Linked DNA regions of Rattus norvegicus: region 1 is linked to region 2. A link is a contact called in public Hi-C data. All regions are on one chromosome and are shown on one strand. The core of a region is the stretch at or near the end of the contact, and the rest is flanking DNA. Distances in the headings are between cores, read along the strand shown.

What was found. Hi-C and Micro-C count contacts between places; a contact is called where the count stands out from the background.
Region 1: a contact with region 2 is called in a Hi-C map of the A7r5 cell line, with 8 times the contacts expected there. The contact joins the promoter of Bdnf here to the enhancer-like site in region 2. A contact is called at or near these places in 7 of 12 Hi-C or Micro-C datasets (the A7r5 cell line, the Rat2 cell line, Schwann cells and 4 more).

What each region holds. Positions count from the first base shown.
Region 1 is chr3:116,637,263-116,640,839 of GRCr8, reverse strand. It overlaps Bdnf (brain-derived neurotrophic factor), which reads right to left and starts at 1,888. Exons shown (of 2, transcript NM_001270630.1): 1 at 1,541-1,888. The coding sequence starts at 1,858.
Region 2 is chr3:115,638,229-115,641,539 of GRCr8, reverse strand. No RefSeq gene overlaps it. Among named protein-coding and RNA genes, the nearest start is that of Mettl15, 580 kb to the left of the region's middle. Within about 2 kb of position 1,814, at least 3 of the 93 cell types and tissues checked have an H3K27ac peak or open chromatin away from gene starts, as enhancers often do. A contact at or near this core is called in the A7r5 cell line, where this site is marked.

The sequences.
Region 1 (3,577 bases), core at 639-3,138, 1.0 Mb before region 2:
ACAATTAGATTACAATGACTGTTCTTAATCACACACCGTTTAAAAAAAAAAAGAAGGCTTAATAAACTTCTAGAAGGCTTAATAAACAGGCAGAAATATGCTTCTAGCCAAGAGCATCCTGAACTCTTGTGAGAGAGGAAAAAAGTTCATTGGTTGTTGTTGACGCTGAAGAGCGCGGATATTTCAGGATGCCAGGAAGACCCTCAAGTAAGTTCCAGAAAAGCCCAGCACCTCGTCAATGTTATTTCTCAAAGCACTCCGGCAACTCAAGGAAAGAAACGTAACAAGTTAAAATTCCGAACCCAACCGCACATCTCAGGAAGCTGGTTCGGAACACCATTCAACAAGTTTTTCCTCACAACCCCCTTAAAGACCAGCAAAACTGCCCCTAAAACATTTCCCCACCCCCATCCGACGAGCCCCAGTAGCTACTCTTGCCAGTGTGGCCAGAAGAGGGCACCCTCTACCTTCCTAGCTCAGCTCTCCTGGCCCTCTTCTCCCTCTTCTTTGGATCCTCCCTCTCTTCCTCCGGCTCCCCCAACCCCCAAGTCCCCATACTCCGTTTCCTAGTCCAGGCTCCACCCCCAACTCACGAATTGTTTTCACTAAAACACCAGTTCAAACCCACAGCCTGTGGCTCAACCCCCAGAAGCCCCGGGGGAACCCCCCGGGCAGCATTTTCCCCTTCTTCCTTGTCATCAAGCACAAAGCTGGCATCCTCAGCTATTTCTTTTTACGCTTAGGTCGCTCATCCATTCCCCATCCTGTTCCAGCATCTCCAGAAACCAAAACCAGACTCTTCATCCTCCACAGACACCCAATCTACTCCCGGATGAAAGTCAAAACTTTCACTTCCTCTGGAGGATGCCTAAAGAGGTGCGCTGGATGGACAGAGAGGGTCGGATACAAGCTGTGGGACCTGGAGTTCCGCAGACCCTTTCAGGTCCCAGTGACAAGAATGATCCCAAGTTCCTAGTTATGTTGACCTTGGACTTGTAAGAAGCTTTGGTAATACTCCCTAGAAAGCAGGTGACAGTGAACAGCCTGTTGTGATACCCAGGAAAAGAGATGAGGGCAGAGGGCGCCAAGACCCATTCTCGGACTACACTACACACCACCCCGGTCCAAATCTGCGTGGAGAGTGCCTAGCCTGTGGTAAGGGATCTCATCCCAGCCCAGACTCGGTGCCTTCCGTCTGAGCCCCCGACAGCTGTTGCCCTACATCTCTCTCACCACCCTTCCTCGTCTGCGGGAGGACTTCGGGGATCCCCGGGACGCAGGCTTTGCTCCCATGGCGCAAGTCGTCCTCTTCCCTTGGCTTTTTCTCTCGCACTGAAGGGATTCCCGGGGTCGCGCTGTCTCTCGGGGTCGTGGGCTCCCGGGAGAACGCTCCTCAGGAGCAACCCCGCCCTCCGCTGTCCCGGGACGAAGGTGAAGCCGAAGTTATGCGGTCCCACAACTTCTCAGTCCCCTAGCCAACTTTCCCGGGCGCACGCGCCTCCAGCTCTCGCGCTTAGCCCCACGCCCCGCAGTCGCCTACCTCAGGGTCCACACAAAGCTCTCGGATCCCCGGCAGTGGAGTCACATTGTTGTCACGCTCCTGGTCCCTGCGCCCTGCCCTGGGCCCCGTGCGCTTTCTCGTCTGCCCCAAAGCAGCGGTGGCGAGCTGAGGGAACCCGGTCTCATCAAAGCCTGCCAGGCGGAGGTGGCGCGCCGCCCCAGGCGGTTTCCTTCTCCAAGCCGGGGAGTCCCGGGCGCAATGGGGACCGTGCGACAGCCAGCCAGCGGGTGCGCCCCGGCGCGGCGGCAGCGGCGGGCACCCAGAGCTCAGCCAGCGCCAGGCACTGGGGTCAGACATTATTTAGCTCTTCGGTTGAGCTTCGATTGGTCAGACAGCGCCGCCCCTATCCCCTCCCTGCTCAGCCGCGCCACCGATACCCATTCGGGGCGGCTGCTTAAAGGGGACGACGCGCCTTTTCCTTGCCGGGATTCAGCCCTCGGAAGCCCTTGGGGTATCCCTAATTCCCCTGCACCGGCTTCTGTCCATTTCCCCGGAACCAGCTGCTTAACCCCAAAGCTCTATGCCTGCCCTCTGCTGTCTCCGCAGGGTGCCCTGGGCTAGGAGGGGTGGTCCAATTCCGGTTCCTAGGAACCCTACTCCCCTCAATGTGCCCCAGAGTAGGAGGGAACAAGTGTGACTACCACGCTCCCAAATCTTTCTCCCCTGGTTTGCAACTCTCCCCATCTTTCCCATCCCAACACCCAAGTTCTGTGGGAGAGGGCGTGCATCCCCCCGCCCCTGCCCCAGACACACCTTCCCGCACCTTCCCGCACCACAGAGCTAGAAAAAGCGAACACACAATGAAACTACACAGAGTGTGCGGGGTTATGGTTTACTCCGCTACCTTAAACACATCAGCTTAACCAGAGTTCGCGCCCTGACCTCTCCGGAGTTTGCCTAATAGAATTCAATCAAGATAATAACAGTATTTTTTATTAATGAATAACCCCGGATAGCATTACATCAAGTTACCGCTTCTAGCCGGGAAGCCTAGGCAGTAACAGACCTCACTAAAGCCATATGCTTCCCAGCAGACCAAGGGGGGCGGGGGGGTGAGGAAAGAGAAAGAAAAGAAACCCACCTTTTTCAGTCACTACTTGTCAAAGTAAACATCAAGGCAGCTGCTCTGGGGAAGACCGGTCCCCAAGGTTCTAGACTCTTACTATATATTTCCCCTTCTCTTCAGTTAAAAGGGGGAGGGGGGCGAGTCTTTGGTGGCCGATATGTACTCCTGTTCTTCAGCAAAGAAGTTAAATTATTGATAGTGGAAATTGCATGGCGGAGGTAATACTCGCACGCCTTCAGTGAGAAGCTCCATTTGATCTAGGCAGAGACTGGGAGATTTCATGCTAGCTCGCCGGGGGTGGGTGGGGGGAGCGGCAGCGCGAGCAGTCCTCTCCTCGGTGAATGGGAAAGTGGGTGGGAGTCCACGAGAGGGCTCCACGCTGCCTTGACGTGAGCTGTCATATGATACCTCCTCTGCCTCGAAATAGACACTCTAGTGCACGAATTACCAGAATCAGAATTCCGCGCATTTAAAATGATACATCTTTTATTAGAAGAATTCCGTTCCAGGGCATTGCATGCTTTGTAGACGTTTCCACTTCCAGTCCTAGCGAACTCACGCACACAGAAGCCAAACCTTTCATCATCTAGGCAGCAACAACACATTTTTTTTTTAAATCTTTAACCAAAATTTAGGGTGAGGGGTGGGTGGGGTTGGGTGAGTAGCTCCCTGAGCCCCCTTCCTATGGGGCAGTGAGGGGTCTTTGGGCCGGTTTTCTTTTCTTTTTTCTTTCTTTCTTTCTTTCTTTTTTTTTTTTTTTTACTTGTGGCTAAGAGATCAGTTACATGACTGGTTTCTGGAGGACTATTTTCATTTAGCTGTATGGTAAACTCTGCCAAGCTGTCTACCTGGATTCTTGCTTTGGTAAACGTTGCCCCTCTAATCCAGCCAGTAAGTAAAGGCTAGGGCAGGCCTTCACTTATTTATTTTAGGGAAAAGAAAAAAAAAAG
Region 2 (3,311 bases), core at 565-3,064:
CACATCTGATGGAAGATAAAAAGAAACCGAGTCTCCATGGAATGACTTTGGCAGAAGTAATTGTGATAAAAAAGTGGGAAAGAGAAGTGTTGGTTGAAAGACCAGAGGAGTAACCAGTCTCCAGGTGACAAGGGAAGGCCAAGCTAGGATCTCGACTGAATGTTCCAGTCAAATGATTGGTTTTCCAGTAGACATGCATCTAAAATGAAACAAGGTATACGGATAATTAAAATAAGAAAGGATTGTTAGGTATAAACATTCTCATTAAAAGTTAGTGAAGGAAGGAGAGCCAAAGACCAGATTCTGAAATGGTAGGAAGGGCGAGGATTGTCCCAATCATTATTCTACAATCTCACACCACATGTGATTCCCCTGGATTTGACAAAGTCATTTGATGAACAGATGCACACCATAACCTAACTTTACCATATCCTAGTTTAGGGAGGCCTGAGCATGAATGCTGACTGTAGTCTTGATTTGCATTCATGCCCAGATGTGGTACTTTCCTGAATTAGGTGACTTGACTTAATGATATATTTTTAGAAGACTAGAGTTATGAGTCAGATGACCTCAAATAATCATAGACGTTTAAGTATTAACTTTGCTGAATATGTTATTTACTTCTATTAGCATCTACTCCATTTTCTTTAAAATAAGACACATTTCACTTTACCTTCATCTTAAAATGTGTTAAAAGAATATTGATAAGGGGTACAAAATGTTTAGTATGCTGCCTAGTAATAACAATGTATAAATTAATATTTAGTTATTTCGCGCTTCTTAACAGTACAATCCTACCTTTTGCCCCCAAGCCACTTAATAAGAGCTAACTTTGTTTATGGGATGGCTTATAGGAGTGAATCAGTCTCAGAGCAAAGCTCATGAACCTGGATCTTGAATACCAGGTCTATCAATAAAGCTTGTCACTAAATGGGAGTCTAACAATGCCTGTCTTTCCTCTGTAGTGGGATATCCTTTTACCATCTTACAAGGAGAGCTAGTGAATGACAGAGTAGAAGGCTTGCCCTTCCTACTGCAGGAGATTAATTTGCCGCTGAGCTTGTGGCTTTCTTCCCTATCCATTCTCCATATGTGATGTTCTGGCAAATGCCATTGGCCTAGCACTCAGGGCAGTCTGTATACTACACATGCCGTCTTTACCACTATCTCAACTACACTAACTCATGGAAATGTGGAAGGGGCTAGAATTTAATAAAATTGTATTTATAGAATTTACTCTAGTAGCTTGTAAATTCTTAGCCTTTGAAGGCTAACTACCATACCTCAAGTTCTAGTCCCTTAAGCTATCTTTCACTGCTTTACAACCTCCCACCACATATTTCTGTAGAGAATTGGTTTCCCTGATATATATATTTTTTAAATTTTTATTTATTTATTTATTTATTTATTTATTTATTTATTTTTGGAGCCAACTGGCTAAGTTCCAACTACTGGCTTGCTAAAGTTTTCCGTAACACAGCTGCGTGGGATACTCACGTTCTGCCCTTGTTACAAAAACGTGACACGCTACTGAAGACCCTATGTGGGGAATCTTAGTCCTACTCTGAAGTCTCCCACTCACTTTATCTCTCAGCTGGGCCAGTTAGAATCTTATACATAAAATTAAATAAGGGATGTATACTAGATGCTCTCCAAAGACCCCTTGAATTTTGGCTACTGGTGCAGCAGACCTCTTCGATGCTCTGAGCAGACGTCTATGCTAGACTGATTGTACTGGCCACTCTCTTCCGGGCCTGTCACACTCCTCATTTCTTGTTTCCCCTCGAGTCCCTGTGGTATTTTGGCATAGAATGAGTCATCAGCTGGCTGTGGCATATATCCGGAAATGGACTGCCATCCTCTTTCCTGGCACAAAGGAGGACTGTGACTTTTTATATCCCCACCTATTGATTAATGGCACCTACTACATAAGAATTAGAATGGCTCTGATCTCTTCTAGCAGCATTTATGAATACAAATCCTGTTCCTCTCTGCAACCTCAGATGAGTTTCACCCTGGAAAGGCTTTGGGAACACTTTAGAAAACTCCTCTCACCACTGAAAGGTTCACAACCATTGTTTTCTTCCTCTGACTCATCTTTGAATCAGTAAATTAAATATGTATAACTTGTGAAGATTTCATTTTTATTAAAGCAAGGTGCTTTGCTGAGAAAATTCAAGATTTAGAAACAGGCAGCTCTTCTCTCCTCTCTCCCACTGGTTTCCTTTGTCTTGCGGGAGGGCTTTCAGAGAGCTGCTCCCTCTCTGTGGTCAGGTCTCTTTTCTGTATCAGGGTGACTCTGGGACTGTCATCTACTCTCCTGAGGGTCTGCCAAACCTGAGGATGCAGAGGCCTTCTCTGAAGTAAGTGATGGCTGCTTGTCTTTTGGGATCAGGGAAGCCTCATAATGGTGTTTGTACTATACTCTAGAGTATTCTTTTCAGATGAGCTTCCCAACTAGAATGTTCTCATCCTGCTTCTCCTTCCTGTCTGTCACATTACCAAACCTGCATTCCACTTTTCCTTTTCCCAAGAAGATCAGTGTATCACCACCCAAATACAAACTTCATTGCTTACATTTTTACTTTTCTACCCAAATGTCATCTCTCTCTCTCTCTCTCTCTCTCTCTCTCTCTCTCTCTCTCTCTCTCTCTCTCTCTCTCTCTGTGTGTGTGTGTGTGTGTATGTGTGTGTGTGTCTGTGTGTGTCTGTGTCTGTGTGTATGTGTGTAAATACAGGTGCCTGTGGATGCCAAAAGTGTGAGGTTCCCCTGAACCACAGTGACAGGTGGCTGTGAATCTCCTGGCATAGGTGCTGGGAACTGAACCCAGGTTCTTATAAAGAGCAGTATGCATTGGTAATCTCTAAGCAATACTCTAGTCTAAACGGTTTCTTGAACACAAGGGAAACCTAATTTTAAATAATAAATACATACTTATCAATCTTTGTGTGGTTAAGGAGCTAATCAGTTTTATTTCTAATAATGTACTTTGCACAAACTGCAATGTTACCAAAACTCTTGACTAACAACTGAGTCCTACAAAACATAAAAAGAATGTAAATATTATTGATCAAATAACTAAAGTAGGTGGACTTACAGAAGGTTTGAGGTTGTGATTTAGACCACATTCTTTATTCTCTTTATGTATCACAGAATATCTCCATCTTTCAAGTGTTCATTTAGTGACCTCAAGACATCGGGTACCATCCTAGATATAAGACAATAGCAAGAAAATGACCAGGTTTCCTAGAATTGAAGGACAGGTACCCTATATATGCACACATAATCGACATTTGGAGCTAGTTTCTTA